Regions from separate parts of the Mus musculus genome. Here regions 1 and 3 are each linked to region 2. A link is a contact called in public HiChIP or PLAC-seq and capture Hi-C data. All regions are on one chromosome and are shown on one strand. The core of a region is the stretch at or near the end of the contact, and the rest is flanking DNA. Distances in the headings are between cores, read along the strand shown.

Region 1 (3,171 bases), core at 161-2,660, 730 kb before region 2:
GGGAAACCTCCACTCAGCTCCCGATTCGGCGTGCACCCAAGAATCACGAATAGAACACAACACCTTGATGTAACAACAAGAGGTTTTTTAATGGCGGAGCTCCGGGTCGAAACGTATCTCACATAACAGGAGACAGTGGATTCGACCACGAGGCTTGGAAGCTAGGGGTTTTTATAGAAAAGGAGTGGGGCTGGGGGAGGAATTGGCGAGGTTTCACATGATTGGTCCATTTAAACATCAGCAGCCTGTAACATTTAACTTAGGTCAGAGGGGTGGGAGCTAGGGAGGCGATGGGCTTGCCCGGGCATGTCCTGGTCTGTTCTGCTATGTTCTCAGCCCCAGGTTTCAAAGCTCAGAAACAACTCTTTGGGCTATTTAACATACATTACATGAATTACAGTTTTATTTCCTTTCAGTAACAAGTTTAAATGATTTTATAGAATAACAAACAGACAAAAAGCCCCACAACCCCCCCATCCCCACCCCCACCCCCAAGGCAGCTCTGTTGTTCATGTCAGTGATGTGGCTGAATACTGAGGGCAGCCTGCAGTGGGTCCTTGCCTTCCATCTTGCTTGACAGGGTCTCTTGTTATTCACTGCTTCAGATGCCTGGGCCGGCTGGCTGTGGGCTTCTGGAGGCTTCTGTCTCTACCTCCTGTCTAGCCCCAGGGACACCGTGAGTTCGTACATGGGCTGTGGCATCAATGTCAGTGAGTTCTGGTCATCTGAATTCAGTCCTGATGTTTGTGAGGCAAACATTTTACCCACTCGAGCATCTCAGCTCTACAGTTCAAATTTAACAAGTAATATTTGACACAGGCTCTCTCTCGCTGATTAAGTAGGCAGGTAAGTGCCTTTCAGTAGCTGGGACCACAGACATATCTCACACTTTCAGCAAAATGTCTTTTTTTTTTAAAGACTGATTTTCATTATGCACATTGTCCAGCCTGGCCTTAAACTCCTGCCTCAGTCTCCTGAGTAGATTACAAGCATTTGTCAGAGGACCCCAACAAAATTTCTGTCTCCTTGAGTGTGCCCTTGCCCCAGCCTGCCCCTGCTGCCCTGGGTGTCCTGGAATTCTCTCTGTAGGCCCAAGTCCCCACACATGTGTGTGCTCCACCAGTGAACTGCTTACCCGTCCTGTTAAAGGTGTGCTTGGAGTAGAGACAGCTCATGTATCTGGCTCTGTCCCAAAGACAAGCTTCTGTTACCCTCTTGTTGTCTTGACATTCCTTTAGTTAAATCTAAAACCACCAGACCTCAGGGTGAAATATGAGCTGGTGGGACTGGCCTTGAGTTCCTTAAAGGGGCTTTTTCTTCTGTGGTGGAACTAAGAATCCACCTGATTACCTCATCACACTTTTTTGAAACTCCCAACTCCATTACTTAGAGAGGCCTCCCTGCCTTTAATCCCTGCACTTGGTGGCAAAGGCAGGCAGATCCAGGCTACCAAGGTTACAAAGTGAAAGGGGGTAAAGGGGAGGGGACAAGGAAGTGTCTGGGTGTGGTGACGCCCAGCTATAATCCCAACAATTAGAAAATAGAAGCAGGATGACCAGGGGTTCCAACAGACAGTTGTGAGCTGTCATGGTGAAACCCTGTCTCAAAAAATAAGGGCTACTTCAGTCCCCAATGTCACTGGGGGTGGGGTGGGGTGTGAAAACAGAAACAAATGCCCACCATGACGGCTGATTCCAGTCATCAACCTGACTGGATTGAGGGGTGCCCGGGATAGTTGGTAAATGACTTCTGGGGATGTTTACGAGAGTGTCCACATGGAACGGGTCGGGGGAAGCCTATGGATCCACAAACAGTATGCAAGCGCCTGCCCTGGAGTGAGTAGGTGTTATCTAGTCAGCTGGAGCAAGTAAGTAGACAGGACAGAGGGACACATGTCCTCCCCCTCTCGTTCTTCTTTCAAAAGCAGATGTGGTTGCTGCATCCCTTGGACCTGATTGCAGCCTCTTCAGCCTCTGACTCTGGGCCTCACACTATTGTTAGGAGTATTCTTGTCTTTCAGCCCCAGATGTAGGCCCTGTTCTAAGGCATCTTGTACTTAGCCACTAGTAGCTCCCCTTAGCTCTCCAGTTTGCAAATGGGCGTTATAGAATTTCATATAAGCCAATATAATAAACCCTCTCATAAAAAAATTAAATAAGAAGCACAATTTCTGAAAAATCACAAGTAAAACATTTTGAAAGACTATAACGTTTTCTACCTATATTTAATTAAAATCATATTCATTATAGAAAGGAATAAATGGAAATATAGTTTTATTGAGCTAGCACATAGTTTGGTGTGGTTTTGACAGGCTCTGGTTTTGTACATAGGCTGGTCTGGAGTGCTTGATCCTCCTGCTTCAGACTCTTGAGACCTGAGATTAAAAGTGGGCTGGAGAAATGGCTCAGTGGTTAAGAGCACTGGCTGCTCTTCCAGAGGACCCAGGTTCAATTCCCAGCACCCACATGGCAGCTCACAACTGTCTGTAACTCCAGTTCCCGGGGATCCAACACTATCACACAGACATACATGAAGCCAAAACACCAATGCACATAAAATTAAAATAAATCATTAAAAAAAAGTGTGTGTACCAAGACTGCATGGCCACATTGTACATAAATACATTTATTCCCCCTGGAAAAGTTGGTAGCTATTAAATGGTGTTGACATGTTGGCTTTTAGCAGGGGCAAGGAGTAGGGGGGAGACACAGTTTCCATTATACCCAGTTTATTTCTTGGGAATTGAGCAGAACAGCAATGTCGCTAGCCTTAAGAGATTTGTTAAATGAGCTGTTCTCAAAAAACTGTTTGCAGTCTCTACATCTGTTTCAAAACAAGGTCATCACACGGTCTGGAAAGCCCAGGTTGGTCTCCAGCTCCGCTCTAACTCATGACCCTCCTGCCTGCACCTCCCACGTGCTGGAATTTTAGGGGTGCACAGCCATGCCGGGTACCTTCCTCTTTCTCAACAATGTACAGTAGTTACATTAGACATAAGCATAGATCCTAATAACGTAAACTGGATTGGAGGTTGTAAACCGTAAAAAGACATGACCCTACCTTAGCGCATTGTCAAACCTTGTTTACCCTTTTATTAAAAATACAACCTATGTATTTATCAGATGAGCAACTGTTTATCGTACACAAGCAAAAGTGGCTGACTGGCCTCCT
Region 2 (3,410 bases), core at 658-3,157:
ATTCCTCTTCAGTTTGTCATTATTAGTTTCAGAAAACAATCTCATTGTATCGATTCATTCTGGCTACTCTATAGAGGCCTTCTAGGGGAAAAAAAATCTAAACAAACCAAAAATAAGACCTGATAGGATAGTAGCCAAGTCTGGTGACCTGACTGTATTCCCAAAGACCTACATGTGAACAAGCTGAGTTTTGCAAATTATCCTTTGACCTACACACACATACCCATGCCCTTCCTTCTTCACAATGAACACACACACACACACACACACTTATGAATAAGTGTATAAAAATTATATATAAATATATATTTAAAATATTTTTAAAGAACTTACAGCTATAGTGTTGGGAACAATAGGGCCATGTGACCGTGACCTCAAATCCACAAAAGATAGTAAGATTAAATAAACAATTCAGAGACTCTTTGAAGGACCCAAAGGAGTTACCTGTGGCCGGTAGCACATGTCTAGGGTCCCAGCTTTTTTGAAAGCTGAGGCCCAAGCATCACTTGAATTAGGAGTTCAAAGCAGCCCAGACAACACAGTAAGATCCTATCTACACAGCATGAGCTCATCGCAAAGTCAAAGTTGTACAACCAGCACCAGGACAATGATCCAAAGGAGTCAGCCATCATGAAATGTTTTGCTGTGTTATTAAATTTTTAAAAGCTAGGCATGGGATTATATGCCTGTAATTTTGAAACTCTGGAAGCAGAGGCAGGAAGTTTGTAATTTTGAGGGCAGTGTGGGCTACATGCAACACTTGGTCTCAAAACAATTTTAATTTGTACACTCATACCCATACTGGTATTATTCATAATAGCTGAGAGAGAGAAACATCCCAAGAAACTCTGATATGTAAATGAATATGTGAATAGATAGATAACTTCATAGGATTAAGAAAAGAATCCTACTGTGTGCTCAAGTCTATAATGACCCTAGCATGAAGGAGGCCCCCTAGAGTTGTGTGATGTATTTCAGTCACAGTGTCTCTAAGAATCCCCAAGAGAGACCAACACAAAATGCTCAGGCCCCAGCTGGCTCTTCAGGTAGTCCAGAGTGTGGTGGCCCAGAAAATGAGGAAAGAGGAGACTTTTTGTTTTGGTAAGACACGAACAATTTGGACAACACAGGTTGTAGCAGCGGTGGCTGCGGGGGAGGCATCAAAGTTAATACAGCAAAGCCACAGGAGCCCAGCTGGCAACTCTGAAGGGAGCTTTGAGTCACAGTGGTGGGGGTGTTGTGTCAGGAAGGACAGGCGAGCTGCTGTTGCTGCTAGGCTGCGGCCACAGATAAACAGGTTGTCACGTGAACCTCCAACAGGGCCTCTACTCAGAAGTGATTTTCCTACTGTTTGGGAACACCTAGGTTTCTAATTGCTCCTTTAATCACTTAGAGACAATTAGAAGTGCAGTGAATCTGCAGCGCCCTTGGGTTCCAACCTCTCATTCTCAGATTAGACAACAGCGCTGTAAAGACTTCATATGCCGCACACTGCCACACTCGAGCAGACGCTTGGCTTTGATCTGCGGGGCCTCTGTGGATGGAGAGGGACCTCAGAGTGGAAAGGGCACCTGAGAGGGAAGCCAGAAGATTCCAGAGGCAAGAGGCCCCATATCACAGTTAAGGTAGTTTCTCCTTTCCCATGAGCGCTATGTTCCGCTCCAGGAAGGGGCTCCTGAGGAGGTGACATATCTTCCTATAAAGGACTCGGGAAAGTCTTTCTAGAGGGAAGGACTTGAGCAGGTTTTGAAGGGTGAATAAGAGTTAGGCAAGAGGAAAGAATAGTAAACTCTGAGATTCTGGGTGCTCAAGGTAGAGTCTAGAGAGGGGGTACCAGGAACACTGTGTCTGGTATCCTACAGGAGGGCCCTAGGCCAGGCTGAAGAGCCGCGTTGCCTCCAGTCGCACACAAAGCCGACCAAGGAGCCGTAAGCAGCCTGTGGAAAAGGATTCTGTGTTGAGGGGGAGACGCCTCATACAGGGCAAGTGGCAGTGGGAGAGAGTGGGGGTGGGGACACCAGGGAGGTAGGTGGCTGTTGCAATCCCTAGGCTGTGTCTCATGAGTGAGAGAACTTGCCAGGACAAGCCAGGCAGGGGGTGGGGATGCTCAGCCTCATCTTCTGCATCCATCTGTCCCTTCGCTCACAGGGGGCCTCCTCCCCCACGCCAGCAGAATTTGTGATGTTCTGCAGCCATGGCCAAGGCTCAGAAAGGCCTGTGATGAGTACCACCAAGGTCCGGGGGCGGGGTGGGGTGGGGTGGGGGGAAGCTACCTGCTCTTTTGTGTAACTACAGCACACACATGCGCCATAGTTAAAAGGTTAAACGAGTGGGCAGAGATGCTTCCAGTCAGGGTCATTTTACATCATGAAATTCTAGCTGGAAGTAGATAAAAGGACACTCTAAAGTTGCATTAAATGTGGGCATTTGCCCCCCAAAGATGCCTTCCTCCATCACAGATCATGCTGCTAAGCATGTTAGAAGGAGCTAAAGCTGGGTCTGACTTCCATGGATCCAGGCAAAGGACCTGTGGCTGGAGCATCGACCTGATTCCAGGTGCCAAGCTGATGTGTTCAGTTCTTGGCTTTAGGGCTAATGGAACACTGGCTTCAAGCCGTTGAGGCTATGAGGGGAGTTCTATCTTCTAGACCTCCATCTTGGCAAAGTGCTGTGCTCAGCCAATGAGGAGGGAAGCTGGAGGCTTCTCCCTGGAATATAAGCTTGGGGTGTAGATGCTTGTGAGCCACGAGGCATGGGTACTGGGAACTGAGCTCAAGAAGGGCAGTACTTGCTTTTAACGGCGCTTTGTTGCTAAGAGTTAAAAATTGGGTAAAGAAAAGACTTAGGGCAAGGCCAACTGAAAAATTTGTCAATGGTCTGGAATAAAGATAGCTTCATGGCAGAGTGCTTGCTTGGCATGAGTCAGTCCTCAGCACAGAGGAAAAGATGATAACACATTGGGTAAATGCGCCCACCTGCCTCCCAAGCCTGAGGGGCTAAGCTGGATCCACAGAACACGGCTGGGAAGGAGAGAAGCGACTCCTGAAGAGGTCCTCTTCCCTCTACGTGTTCTCCATAACACATGCATGCCCACGTTCACTGCCCCCCACAACCAAAAATAATAATAATAAATAATTTAAAATTTTTATTAAGACATATTAATGAGTTAGGCATAGTGGCATGTGCCTTTCTTTAATCCACTCAGGAGGCAGAGGCCTGAGGATCTCTGGGATTTTGAGGGCAGCTACAGAGCAAGTTCCAGGACAGCCAGAGCTACATAGAGAGACTTTGTATTTAAAAAAGAAAAAAGGGCATATTAATGACTCACCAGATTGCTGTAATGTCATGCCTTGACTAGAGAAAAGAGGTAATAATAATAATAATAATAATAATAACAGCTATTATTTTTC
Region 3 (3,113 bases), core at 279-2,778, 520 kb before region 2:
GGCACATACTTCATAATATCTCTATAATAAAAGCAACTGAGAGTCTTATGTATTATTCAGCTTCAGGTATTATTTTTTAATGTTAAAATCGCAGCTTTCATTCTAACGTGATCACTAGAGTGAACAAAAGTTTGTAGTTGTTTTGCATGGCCTATGAAGTGATGAGCACCAGGTTTGTAACCACCTTGGAAATGTCCTGAGCAAGGGAGGGCTCATACAAGTCGCACACCCACAATGGACAGTTCACCCCATGCCTTTCAGCTCTGTAACGCCATGGAGCACTGTGCGCACTCAGCAGTCACTCCACTTGAAAGTTTGAATTTTGAGCTTTTGCTGGGCTAGCAATTGGTGGGAAGATACTCTTGGTGTAGAATGGCCAGAAGTAAGCCACTGGCCTGTCGGCTGTGAAGTCAGAAGGTTAAACAGCAGTGGTCTATGTTACACTGTGTATATTTCCTCTGAGAACATTTCTCCCTTCCACTGTGTTTATCAGGATAGAACTTGATTGCTAATTGAATAGAGTCTATTTTGTATTGTGTTGACTGATGTCAGTTTAGAAATACTGCACTTGATATTAAAATACTTAAAACATTTTGTAGATTGTATTCTGAGATATTTTGAAAAAATTCTTGTACATGTCTGTGAGAATTCATTTTGATTTTTAGTGGAGTTGTAAGTACCTGTGAGAGTATATATTACCATATAGAGAACGGTTCAGTTCAATAACTAATGAGCATTAGAAAGTAATGGAAACACCACACATCTGAAATCTACCATAGCACTTAGCAGTCTCTAGAGTTAGAACAGGGAGTCATGGGTTTCAGTGGAGAAAAAGGCCTTTTGCCTTAGATGGTGCATGCTACAACTTCAGGTCCAGACTGACAAGCCTGACCCAGTGTCTACAGTTAAGGGAGAATTTCTACCATAAGATATACTAAAATCCTGTCTGTGCATTTTATAAAGAGAAGATAAAAAGTCTTATAATTGTTTTGCAGAAGAGAAAATTAGAAAAATTTGAGCTTTGCAAAATCCTGAAAACTTTTTAAAACAGTCATGCGTTTTACATAGAATATAGATATGAAGAATATGAGCAGAATATCCTGAGTGAGGTAACCACCCCTTGTGAATATTCAGTGGCAGTTTCACCTGTTGCTATCATTATACTCAGACAGTTTAAATGATAGTAACTGCATTATTCAACAGCTGATTAGTAAGTAGCTATTTATAGATAGTGGTAAGGTTAAAGAGGAGAGGACTACACAAAGACTCACGTGACTTATTCTGTGGGTAAAAGGCAAGATAAGGTTTAATTTGCTGGGGGACAGTCAGCACTGTGAAGAGAAATAAAGTGAGTTCATGGCTGTGAGTGTGTTGGGGGCTTTCGAGGAGCCTTGTAAGGTTTAACTAAGACCAGGAGAGTTGTATCTGTTTTAAAGCAGTTGGCCTTTTGCTGGGGCAGTCTCTCAGCGAGCTACTAACTTAAGTTCTTGACTTAAGTTCTCACTACCGGATTCAGCTCCTTAGGCCTTCCGTTTCCTTCATCGTCTGCCTAGAAGTCCCGCCCCTGAACCCACATTCTAGTCCAAACCAGTCAGCAGCAACACAACTTTTGATGTCTCTTAGGGTTGGCCTTGGGCACTGAGCTGTTTGACCTTTCCAATGGCAGCTTTCTTCTTATCTTTTACATATAGAAAACCTGAGATGGGTCTGTAGAAATGACAATACCAAAATCCTGCCCCACTTAGCTCTTTTAACAATTGAAAACACAGGGACACACCTTCTTACCAGCCAGGTCTCTCGACTGAAGTTCAGGGGAGTTAAAGAGCACTCTCCTAAGGCTTTTCTAACCAGAAAGTGGTTTAGTTGCAGTCCCAAAGGCGAATATTTGGTGCGTTCCAAGGAGGACCAGCGAACCAGCACAGATGGAGTTCTGTGAGTGTCCAGCAAAGTAAAAAGGGAGTCAGAGAGCTTTTATATTATTTGGGTCTTTTTGTTGTTAAGTTTTTAAGACAACATTTTGCATTGTTGCTTTAGCTGGCCCATAACTCATTTTTGTAGCATAGGCTGGCTTCAAATTCATGATGTCCTCCTGCCTCTTTAATGCTTCATTTACAGGCATGAGCCGTCCTACCTGATTCTTGTTGTCCAACCAGTGTTTTCCAAAGTAATTTTGTTAGAACATTGGTTGTATGGAGCATTAAATAAAGCGAAGTTTCCATGGTTAAGTAAAGCTGGGAGAGTTAAATTAGGCCAGGCACACATTACATTCTGGTAAAGGCAGTTTGGAAAGCTCTGATCAGAATATTCTGAGTTTGAGCCTAGGATTCTGTCTCAAAACCAAGGAGAACTAGAGGGAGGGAGCTAGGAAGGAAGAGAAGAGCTGCGAAGGAAGGGGAAGTGGAAAGCAGCATTGTAGAAGAGGCTTCTTTCATGTAGCAGCTGTCCCTGGGCATCTCTGTGTTTGAGAATTTACAACATGTTTGACCCTTCAAAGGATATCTTATAAATGCATCGTACATGCTGTGGTAGACGCACCCTAGGTGGTACTAGAGACTAACTACAGGTTAGTACTGTATTTCCCAAAACTTGGTCTTGCACAGTGACTTTGCTTTTTCTTGGCAGCTCTTGGAGCCTGTTCTTCTATTTAAACATTCATCTTTTTTTCACGATTCCTTCCTTTTCTTTCTAAATATTTTCCAAGTATATTCTTCTCTATGATATTTAAATCCTGTGTGTGTGTGTGTGTGTGTGTGTGTGTGTGTGTGTGCGCGCGCTCGCGCCAAGGTCTTGTTCTCTAGTCCAGACTGCCTTTGAGATCTTCCTGCCTCAATCTCTCCAGTGCTGAGGCCAGACCTGAGCTCCTACTCTCAAGCTGAAAGCCTAAGTATTCTTGGAGGATGGCATGATGTCTCATTGTGCCTGTGGCAATAAGCTGAGAGCCTGATGCCTCTTGCTGAGCGCTGTTCATCCATCTCTCAGTGTTGCTTTAACTGATAGCACAGAGCTAACTAGGTCACTCTCCTGCCGAAACTCCTGTACTGACTGCTGGCATTGTGGACGCTCATGAAATCTTTCATAAACTGTTCCTTTTATCTGAACTTCTGCCTCAGCTT

The links. HiChIP or PLAC-seq counts read pairs in DNA pulled down with a chosen protein or histone mark. Capture Hi-C pulls out chosen DNA fragments and counts their contacts.
Region 1: a capture Hi-C map of embryonic stem cells shows a contact between it and region 2, with 5 times the contacts expected there. The contact joins two enhancer-like sites. A contact is called at or near these places in 1 of 484 Hi-C or Micro-C datasets (bone marrow-derived macrophages), 2 of 115 datasets of contacts at active chromatin or transcription factors (both in embryonic stem cells) and 1 of 9 other capture datasets (embryonic stem cells).
Region 3: an H3K27ac HiChIP or PLAC-seq map of embryonic stem cells shows a contact between it and region 2, with 5 times the contacts expected there. The contact joins two enhancer-like sites. A contact is called at or near these places in 1 of 15 datasets of contacts at CTCF or cohesin (embryonic stem cells), 19 of 484 Hi-C or Micro-C datasets (cerebral cortex, cortical neurons, differentiating embryonic stem cells and 1 more), 5 of 115 datasets of contacts at active chromatin or transcription factors (all in embryonic stem cells) and 1 of 9 other capture datasets (embryonic stem cells).

The regions. Positions count from the first base shown.
Region 1 is chr2:60,265,835-60,269,005 of GRCm38.p6, reverse strand. All of the region lies in intron 2 of Cd302 (CD302 antigen), which reads left to right. Among named protein-coding and RNA genes, the nearest start is that of Cd302, 17 kb to the left of the region's middle. Within about 2 kb of position 1,410, at least 38 of the 459 cell types and tissues checked have an H3K27ac peak or open chromatin away from gene starts, as enhancers often do. A contact at or near this core is called in embryonic stem cells, where this site is marked.
Region 2 is chr2:59,532,373-59,535,782 of GRCm38.p6, reverse strand. No RefSeq gene overlaps it. Among named protein-coding and RNA genes, the nearest start is that of Gm39831, 22 kb to the right of the region's middle. Within about 2 kb of position 1,907, at least 31 of the 459 cell types and tissues checked have an H3K27ac peak or open chromatin away from gene starts, as enhancers often do. A contact at or near this core is called in embryonic stem cells, where this site is marked.
Region 3 is chr2:60,049,381-60,052,493 of GRCm38.p6, reverse strand. All of the region lies in intron 2 of Baz2b (bromodomain adjacent to zinc finger domain, 2B), which reads left to right. Among named protein-coding and RNA genes, the nearest start is that of Gm13572, 14 kb to the right of the region's middle. Within about 2 kb of position 1,528, at least 28 of the 459 cell types and tissues checked have an H3K27ac peak or open chromatin away from gene starts, as enhancers often do. A contact at or near this core is called in embryonic stem cells, where this site is marked.